2 separate regions of the Mus musculus genome follow, and region 1 is linked to region 2. A link is a contact called in public targeted proximity ligation data. All regions are on one chromosome and are shown on one strand. The core of a region is the stretch at or near the end of the contact, and the rest is flanking DNA. Distances in the headings are between cores, read along the strand shown.

What was found.
Region 1: a targeted proximity ligation map of pancreatic cancer cells shows a contact between it and region 2. A contact is called at or near these places in 2 of 39 promoter capture datasets (the HPC-7 cell line and hippocampal neurons) and 1 of 130 datasets of targeted methods (pancreatic cancer cells).

Annotation. Positions count from the first base shown.
Region 1 is chr19:4,312,171-4,316,765 of GRCm38.p6, reverse strand. It overlaps Kdm2a (lysine (K)-specific demethylase 2A), which reads left to right. Exons shown (of 21, transcript NM_001001984.2): 21 at 1-622. Among named protein-coding and RNA genes, the nearest start is that of Grk2, 8.2 kb to the right of the region's middle.
Region 2 is chr19:4,612,826-4,617,499 of GRCm38.p6, reverse strand. It overlaps Lrfn4 (leucine rich repeat and fibronectin type III domain containing 4), which reads left to right and starts at 1,833. Exons shown (of 3, transcript NM_153388.4): 1 at 1,833-2,537; 2 at 2,986-4,344. The coding sequence starts at 2,996. All of the region lies in intron 10 of Pcx (pyruvate carboxylase), which reads right to left.

The DNA of each region.
Region 1 (4,595 bases), core at 1-2,500, 300 kb after region 2:
ACGTAGAACATGCGAGTTCATAGTCCTGCATCTACTCTTAGCTGCAGTCTTGCCAGAGCCTGGCCTCAGACTGCAGGACCTGACCTCTGCCTTCATCTTTCCACATACTGGGGCAAAAAAACACAAAGGAAAGGAAGAAAATTATATATATATAATTATATATATATAATATAAAATCACTTGGTGATTAAAAAAATAACTGCTCAATAAATAAAACTCCTAAAGTCACTATGTTTAAAGGGTTTGGTTTTTTGGGGGTGGGTGGGAAATATTGTAAATATATATTTTTTGTTGCTTATTTAGAGTCGATCTCCAATGTTGTGCTAAGATTTTTAAATTAAATGTAAGCATTAAGGGAATGAGTCTTAGGCCACCAGCTGACACATTGGCATTATTTTGGGTCAGGGAAGGAAGAAAGCTAGTTGGACTTTGTTTTCTAAAAGTTTCCCACTTGGTTTTAGAAAGAGCAAAGATGTCTTTCTTCTGACACTTGGGAATGGGAGATATTTGTGTAATAAAATTTTTAAAAGACAAAAAAAGAAATAGCCTCCAATGGGAAATATTTTGATTTGGTTTTCTTTTTTGTTTTTGTTTTTAAATAAAAAGACTTTAAAAACAAAAACTAACCCCTTTCATTTTTGGTGTATGTGTATGTCTATCTAAGAGGATGTCAGAAGGTCATATAGACATGCTGATGTCTTGCTAAAACTAGGAAGTGCCTGCCCCACCACTCTGGACAGAAACATCTGTGGTACAAGCCTGTATACTTACTAGCTTTCTTAATGTCAAAAAGCAACACTTGCTCGATGAAGTTAAATTTTAAAAGTACTTTACATGTGATTGCAGGCGTGTACATATACCATGGCATACTTCTGACCTGTGGAGGTTACAGGGCAGCTTGGAGGAGTCTCTTGTTTTTGTAACCATGTGGAGTTCCATGCTTGTAAAGGTCAGAGGGTAGTTTTTGGACACTTTTTTATGTATACAAGTGCTCTGTCATATTTGCATGCCAGAAAGAGGGCATTGATCCCATTGCAGATGGCTGTGAGCCACCACGTGGTTGCTGGGAATTGAACTGAGGACCTTCGGAAGAGCCAGTGCTCTTAACCAGTGAGCCATCTATACAGTCCTCCAACCCCTATCCCCAAAGCAAACTTTAATGGATGTGTAAGTATTTTATGTGGTAAGGCTAAAGGACCTCCCCAAAAGTAAACAGACTTAGAGCAGTTCCTGGGAACAGCCTGGGCATCTCTGACCTCTTGGCCCCAATAACCAAGACCAACCTCCCATGCTGAAGCCTCCAGATGGCCTGTGGCTGGCATTTGTCCCAACTCTAGGTTAACCATGTGACCAGAGAAGTACTGCCTGCTGCCAGAAATCCTCACTATCTCAGGAGGAGTGGATTCTTACTCATCCTGTTGCCCTAAGCTGACGCCCTGCTCTCTGCTCTAGAAACCGATGGAACACTGGTTACGTTTCCTGAAGATGAGCTATTTGGGTGTTAGCAGAGAAGAGGGGATTGTCAGCTTTGCCTCTGTTCTCATCCTTGCCACCCCTGTTTAGGACCTCAATCAGCACAGCCTCTAGTCCAGAGCTTCTTAACCGGGGGTTGTAGTCCCTTTGGGGTTGCCTAAGACCACTAAAAGAATATTTACATTATGACTCATAACAATACTAAAGTCACTATTTTCAAGTAGCAACAAAAAAAACAGATTTAAGGTTAGGCACCACCACAACATGAGGACTGTATTAAAGGGGCGCAACATTTGTAAGGTTGAGAACCATGGCTTCAGTCCAAATCAGGAGCAAGAATATTTTAATGACTGACCGACCCAGGTGCTGTTTCATACTTAAAACTCATAATGCAGGGGGCTAGGAGTGGTGCTTGCATGCCTTTAATCTCTTGAGTTCAAGGCCCACCTGGTCTACAGAGTGATTCAAGGACAGCTAGAGCTTCACAGAAACCCTATCTTTAACGAGAAATACAAATTTTAAATTTACTTAAGGTTTTATTTTTTTATTTGGAGAGTTCTCTTTATGTAGCCTTGGCTATTCTAGAACCTTCATATAGACCAGGCTGTCCTCAAACTCAGAGATCCACCTTCCTCTACTTTGCCAAGTGCTGGAATTAAGAGTGTGAACCATTATAACCGGCTAATTTGTTGTATATACATTGTCTGTGTATATGTCTGTGTACCATGTGGATGTTTGGTGTCCATAGAGGCCAAAGAGGAATCAGACCCCTGGAACTGGAGTTACAAATGTAAGCCACTACATGCATACTAGAAATTAAAACCAGGTCTTCAGGAAGAGTAACCAGTGCTCTTAACTGCTGAGCCATATCACCAGCCCCTGATTTCTGTTTTTTAGTTATGTGTATTATGTATGTGGATGAGTATGGTTTGTGCACAAGGGCAGTGCCCTCAGGCCAGAAGAAAGCATTCATTCGATCTCCTGGAACTGGGGTTATGGGAGTTTATGGACCATTGGACTTGAATGCTGGGAATCAAATCTAGTCCTCTATAAGAGCAATATGTGCTCTTAACAACTGAGCCATCTGTCTAGCTCAAAGCCTTCTGTGTGTGTGTGTGTGTGTGTGTGTGTGTGTGTAGCTGGAAGGAGGTGTATGTGCCTGTGTGGTTTGGATCCAGAGAAGACATCAAATTCCTTGGAGCTGGAGTTATAGGTATTTAGAAAGTCTCTTTACAAGACTCTGGCTTACTAGGTACAGGAATCTGAACTAGGACCCCATGATTATATAGCAAGTTAACCAATGAAACCATCTTTCTATTTTATTTGCATAGGGCCCTTCAAAAGAAGTATTTTGGGGAGGGGGTGCCTATTCCCCCAGGCCGACTTTGCTAAATGTGCTTGAACATTGGCTGCTTCACACTCTGGATGCACAGTTCTTCCTTTTCCCTATGTATTTCCACAGGTCCGGTCCAAGCTTAGGACGGAAGCTGAAAGCCAGAGAGCACTAAGCCTGATCCAGTCCCCTAACTTTCCCTGTCCTGTCCATCCCTCTCTAGAGGCTGAGCGCAGCTGCTATAAGCCAGGAGGTGCTGGAAGACAGTAGTGCACCTGAGAAACCAGAAAAGGAAAGGTAACAGGTAGAGGGCAGAAGAGAAATGAGACAAAGGGCTTGAGAGGATGCCTGGAGAGCAAATGAGACAGAAGACTCCAGCGAATGGTAGAGTCAGCAGACTAAGATTCTACCCTACTCCAGAGCTTTGCACATCATCTTTGTTCGCCAATGCTGGCCCAGAGAGGATAAGAAACCTGCCCAAGGCACTGGACGGGATTAATAGAAGTAGCTCTCAGATTCAGTCATACAACACTTCAGTACCAACGTGAGGACTACCAGACATCACAAGCTGTAATTCACAAGCGGTTGACTTAGGGTACAGGAACACATGCGCGTTGCATCTGGGAGGGTGGGTGTAGCTGAGGTCCAGAAGACTGAAGCTGGAATCTTAACCTCTGCAAAAACTCTGAAAAGCAGGTTGCGGCTGGGGCTGGGACAGGGCTGGACTACACGACCTTAAAGGTCCCTGGAAAAGTGCTGCTCCTCAGAACAGGGTCATGAGAATCTGGAAAGGAAGTAAGAACCTGCAACCTTCATTCTGGTGCCAGAAACTTGTAATCCCAGTGCTTGAGTAGCTGAAACAAGAAGATGGTGAGTTTGAGACCAGCCTGAATATATATTGACTTTGTCCCTAATAAATAGGACCCTCCAGACTGGAGAGCTAAGTTAGGTCCTGGAACCAGTGTAAATGTAGAATGAGAGAACAAACCTCAAAGTTGTCTGCTCACCTTCACACATGTGTTATGGCACACGTAGCCACACACATGCACAACATGCACACACACAGTAGCAATAACAACAAAACAGAGTATGATGACTTGTGTCTGGAACTCAGACTTGAGAGGCTAAGGAAGGAGGATCAATGGAAGTTCAAAACCACTTTGATCTCTATAGCAAGTTCCAGACCAGCCAAGGGTATATGGTAAAACTCTATCTCAAAAACAAGGTTGGTTGTTTGTTTGTTTGTTTGGCAAGGTTTCCTAGTTATGGTTTCTGTTGCTGTGAAGAAAACACCATGACCAAAAGCAAGTTGGGGAGGAAGGGTTTATTGAGCTTACACTTTGACAGCACTGTTCATCATTGAAGGAAGTCAGAACAGGGACTCAAACAGGGTAGGAGCCTAGAGGCAGGAACTGATGCAGAGGCCATAAAAGAGGGCTGCTGACTGGCTTGCTCAGCTTGCTCAGCCTGCTTTCTTATAGAGCTCAGGACCACAAAGCTGGGCCCTCCTCTGTAAAAAGCAAACTAAGAAAATGCCTTAGAGCTGGATCTTACAGTAAGATTCCCTCCTTTCAGATGACTCTGCTTTGTGTCAAGTTGACACAAGAGCAGTTAGCAAACCACCAGTGGTAGCACGCCTTTTTCTCCAAGCACTACTGGGGAGGTAGAAGAAAGATGCTCTCTGTGAGTTCAAGGATAGCCTGCTACATAGTGAATTCCAGGCCAAACAACGAAGCAATATAGTGAGACCCTTTAAAATACACACACACACCGGGCATGGTAGCGCATG
Region 2 (4,674 bases), core at 584-3,083:
GCTTCCCCCACCTCACCAGCATTCCGGCAATCCCTGGAGTTGCCAGGGGCTAGACGCACACCCTCCGCCTTTACTCACCCCAGAACATATGCCAATGCCATCCCCTTGTGATTCAGTCCACACACTAAGATCTAACACCTCCCAAGGCCTAGAACCTAGCTCCGGGAGCAGCACACACCACCCTTTAACCCCTGCCAACCACGCTTCTTGAAGCAATTTTCACGAGGCCACCTCCTGCTAATTCCAAAGGCATCCTCCCATCTTCTTGCTAACAGCTCCCACCTAGACACTCTTTCCTGACCTCTTCTTCTACCCTTCCACTTCTCACATGCTATTGTCCTTAGGATATCCTGATCAGGACCTGCTGCTCCTATGACAGTCTCTGTCTCTGGAGCCAAGTGGAACCATCTCTAGTACATCTGCACTCCCCATGGAGCTCAGCAAGCCCTGCATCCCATGCTCCCAGCCTATCTGCCAGATGGATACCTTGCCCTCTACCCTGCCTACCCATCTTTTCCTGTGTGGCTGGGCATGCTGGACCCCTGTCTCATGACCAATCCTGTACTCTTAATCTCTTCTGCTCAATCCACACATTTCCCCCAAGCTGCCTCTACACAGTCACCCTTGCCCACCAGCTTCTGATAGGAAGTCATTAATGATTACAAAGCAGGACCCAGCTATCTGTGTGGGTGTGTGGGCCTTGCATCTGCTCGTCTCCTGGAAACTTGCCCATGCACCCTCCCCTAAAAGGGACCAAAGCATGGCACTTAACTGTAAAGCCATCTGAAGAACTGCATAAGGGTGAGAAGGACCCTCGAAGTCCCCAGCCACCACGCAAATTCCTCCCCTTTGCGACTACTGGACCTCCCACCATTGCCTCTGCTGGGAAGCTCCCTGGCAGTAGGAATGGGGCCAGGAACCACCTGGCTCCCACAACAGGCTACCACATGGCAGATACTAGAATACGTGTATATTTGGAGTGAATGGAAACTCTAGAGAAAGAAAAAGAAGTACTTGCCACCACCTCATATCACAGATGACCAAAGATCCAAATTATTTTTGCAACAGCTGGGGTGTCCCAGCAACAAACCAAGCATTGGCTTCCAGCTGCAAGGACTTAGGCCCCTCAAGCTGCAGGGTTTCCTTAGGTGTGAATGGTACAGGCAATTAACAGCCCTGGGTCTCCATGAGAAAAGCGCTTCTGTAGTTAAGTAACTTGCTCAAGGCTGGGCAGCTGTACCAGGCAGGACTAAAATCCAATCTCTTTCTCCCCTAGTTCCTGCCACCCACGCACTCCTTAGAGTCAGGTATGGAGGGAGGGGAAGAGCAAGATGGGGTCCAGGTAGCCTGGGACGAGAAGATGCCCCGCAGGAGGTGGTAACTTCCTGTCCCAACTAAGTGAAAGCACTCCTGGGAGACAAACACGATACCCAACTTGGTTCTGAGTCCACCTCACATTTTAGACCGTTCGGACTACACTCCCGAGGAGGCGGCCCCTCTGGAAGAGGGAAGGCGGAGCTATGACACGGAGAGGACCACTGACGCACAGCTTCAAACAGCGTGCCACAGCCAGCCTGCTGGGAAACCGCGCAGCACAGACCAATCCAGCCGGAGGCGGAGGCCGGTTGGCTGGGGAGCGCCCGGCAGGGCGGGAGGGAGACCGAGCAGAGAAGGGAGGGGCGCGGTGGGGCGGGGCACGACGCCAGTCCCCTGGCCAAGCCCTCAGGCCCCACCCGCAGAAGCCCTGTTGGGGGCGCCACCCCAGCCCGCACCCCCCCCCCCAAAGGGCCCGGGCCTGTGGGGGATTCTTCACGTGACGCGGTGATGCAGAACGGTTGTGACCTTCAGTGTGTGTCTGCGAACGCGGGGGTCCCAGTAACAGTGCGGGTTTGCACCCGGCCCTGCCCGTGGGTGCGGGGACGTGTGGGTGTGTGGGCATATGTGGGCGTGTTGGGGAGGGTGCCCAGAGACATGTGACAAAGACCCGTCTCTGGGAGATGGTAAAGAGGCCTAGAGCTGGCGCTTTGTCTGGTTGTCTGCAGAGCCGCGGCGCCCGCCTGAGCGGTTGCAGGATGCTTGGGCGCCAGGGTGGCCGAGGGCGCGCGCGTCCGTGCCAGGGTGAGTGCGCTGCGGCAGCGCCGTGGGGCAGAGCGGAGGGTTTGGCTGGGCCTCGGGCGTGACTGGGCGCCACCCGTGGGCGCTGCAGTGGCCGCGTGTCCCCGTGACCTCCCGAGCCCGGCTGGGGCCCGGGTGGATCCCTGTGCCCCTCCCGGTCCACCTTCCACGTGCGTGTTCGCGGCGCGCGCGTCCGCCAGCGCGCACCCGCCTGCCTGTCGCCGCCGCCGCCACCGCGAACGGCGCGGAGAAAAGGTGCCGGGAGCCGAGAGAGCCGGGGCCGAGGGCCCGAGCGCCATGGGCCGGAGGGCGCGCGGCTGGCGGGCCCGGCCTCGCCCCCGCGAGAGAGCGGCCTGGAGTCGGCAGGGGCCGGCTGGGTCCGCGGGGAGGCCAGCCCGCGCCCCCTGAGCGACGGACACCAGGTGAGCCCCCCCTCCCCCGCCCCGACAGGGCTCAGAGGGAGGCCCGCCCGGGGAGGAGCCACAGTCCACGCCAGGGATTTGGGGGACGCCATCCTCAGCCACGAAGAGGAAGGCAGGGAGGGGGGAGGGGGCTGGCCATTCCAGAGGATGCCAGAAGGAAGTTCCCGGACCCTCCCTGCTCTTGGCCCTCCTCCACTTCCTGCCTCAGGCCTCACCTTGTTCCCAGTACCTGGACTCCCTTCAACTGCTTGGGAAATGTGACCTTTACTCTGGGGGGCCCTAGTCTGCAGCCCCAGCCATCTTTTCTCCCTGGGGTCCTCTGTGAGCCTCTTACCCAAACCTTCCCCAGTTCAGACTCTGGAAACTGGTTCCTGGGACTGTGCCCTGGGCACAAGTGGGCACGTGCCCTAGCCCCACCTGTGCCTGGGGCTGCGGCCCTTTCCCACAGGGCACTCACCATGGCCCCGCCGCTCCTATTGCTGCTGCTGGCCAGTGGAGCCGCTGCTTGCCCGCTACCCTGTGTGTGCCAGAACCTGTCGGAGTCACTCAGCACCCTTTGTGCCCACCGAGGCCTGCTGTTTGTGCCACCCAACGTGGACAGGCGCACAGTTGAACTGCGCCTGGCCGACAACTTCATCCAGGCCCTGGGACCACCTGACTTCCGCAACATGACAGGGCTGGTGGACCTAACATTGTCTCGAAATGCCATCACCCGCATTGGGGCTCGCTCCTTTGGGGACCTGGAGAGCCTGCGCTCCTTGCACCTGGATGGCAACAGGCTGGTGGAGCTGGGCAGCAGCAGCCTACGGGGGCCTGTCAACCTCCAGCATCTCATTCTCAGTGGCAATCAACTGGGCCGCATCGCCCCCGGGGCCTTCGACGACTTCCTTGACAGTCTCGAGGACCTGGATGTGTCCTATAACAACCTCCGGCAGGTTCCCTGGGCTGGCATAGGCTCCATGCCTGCCCTGCATACCCTGAACCTGGACCATAACCTCATCGATGCACTACCCCCAGGTGTCTTTGCTCAGCTCAGCCAGCTCTCCCGCCTTGACCTCACCTCCAACCGCCTGGCCACCCTGGCACCTGATCCACTCTTCTCCCGAGGCCGGGATGCTGAGGCCTCACCTTCTCCCCTGGTGCTGAGTTTCAGCGGGAACCCACTGCACTGCAACTGTGAGCTGCTGTGGCTGCGGCGGCTGGCCCGGCCCGATGACCTGGAAACCTGCGCTTCTCCACCAACCCTGGCAGGCCGCTACTTCTGGGCAGTGCCTGAGGGAGAGTTCTCCTGTGAGCCTCCGCTGATTGCCCGGCACACACAGCGCCTGTGGGTGCTAGAGGGCCAGCGGGCCACCCTACGGTGCAGGGCCCTTGGTGACCCTGTACCTACCATGCACTGGGTTGGCCCTGATGACAGGCTGGTTGGCAACTCTTCTCGAGCCTGGGCTTTCCCCAATGGGACCCTAGAGATTGGGGTGACGGGCGCTGGAGATGCAGGAGCCTATACCTGCATTGCCACCAACCCTGCTGGTGAGGCCACAGCCCGAGTGGAGCTCCGGGTACTGGCCTTGCCCCATGGTGGGAACACCAGTGCTGAGGGGGGCCGTCCTGGGCCTTCGGACATTGCTGCTTCTGCTAGAACTGCTGCCGAAGGCGAGGGAACTTTAGAATCTGAACCAGCAGTGCAAGTGACGGAGGTGACTGCCACCTCTGGCCTGGTGAGCTGGGGCCTGGGGCGGCCAGCTGACCCAGTGTGGATGTTCCAAATCCAGTACAACAGCAGCGAGGATGAGACCCTCATCTACCGGTGAGGATGGGCCTTGCACACGCCCTTCAGCCTGCTTTGTTCACTGCGCCTCCCTCCCTGCTCAACCTGTATCCCCAGGGTCTGCCTGTTCCCCCTCCAGGCCTGTGCCTGCTCCTCTACTTTAAACTCTTGGCTTGGGCAGAGGAATGTGGCTGCTTTTAAAAGGGGTCTCAGGTAAGGCTGTGTGTGCCAGCCTTCCTGACCATCAGTGATAGCAGCTTGGGTGTCTGCTAAAGCACCCGACCCCCACCCCGGTATTTCTGCCTCTGTTTGGTTCCATCCCCTCCCCCTACCCCTCTCACCTGAGGCCTATGTCTGCACATGCCCCGC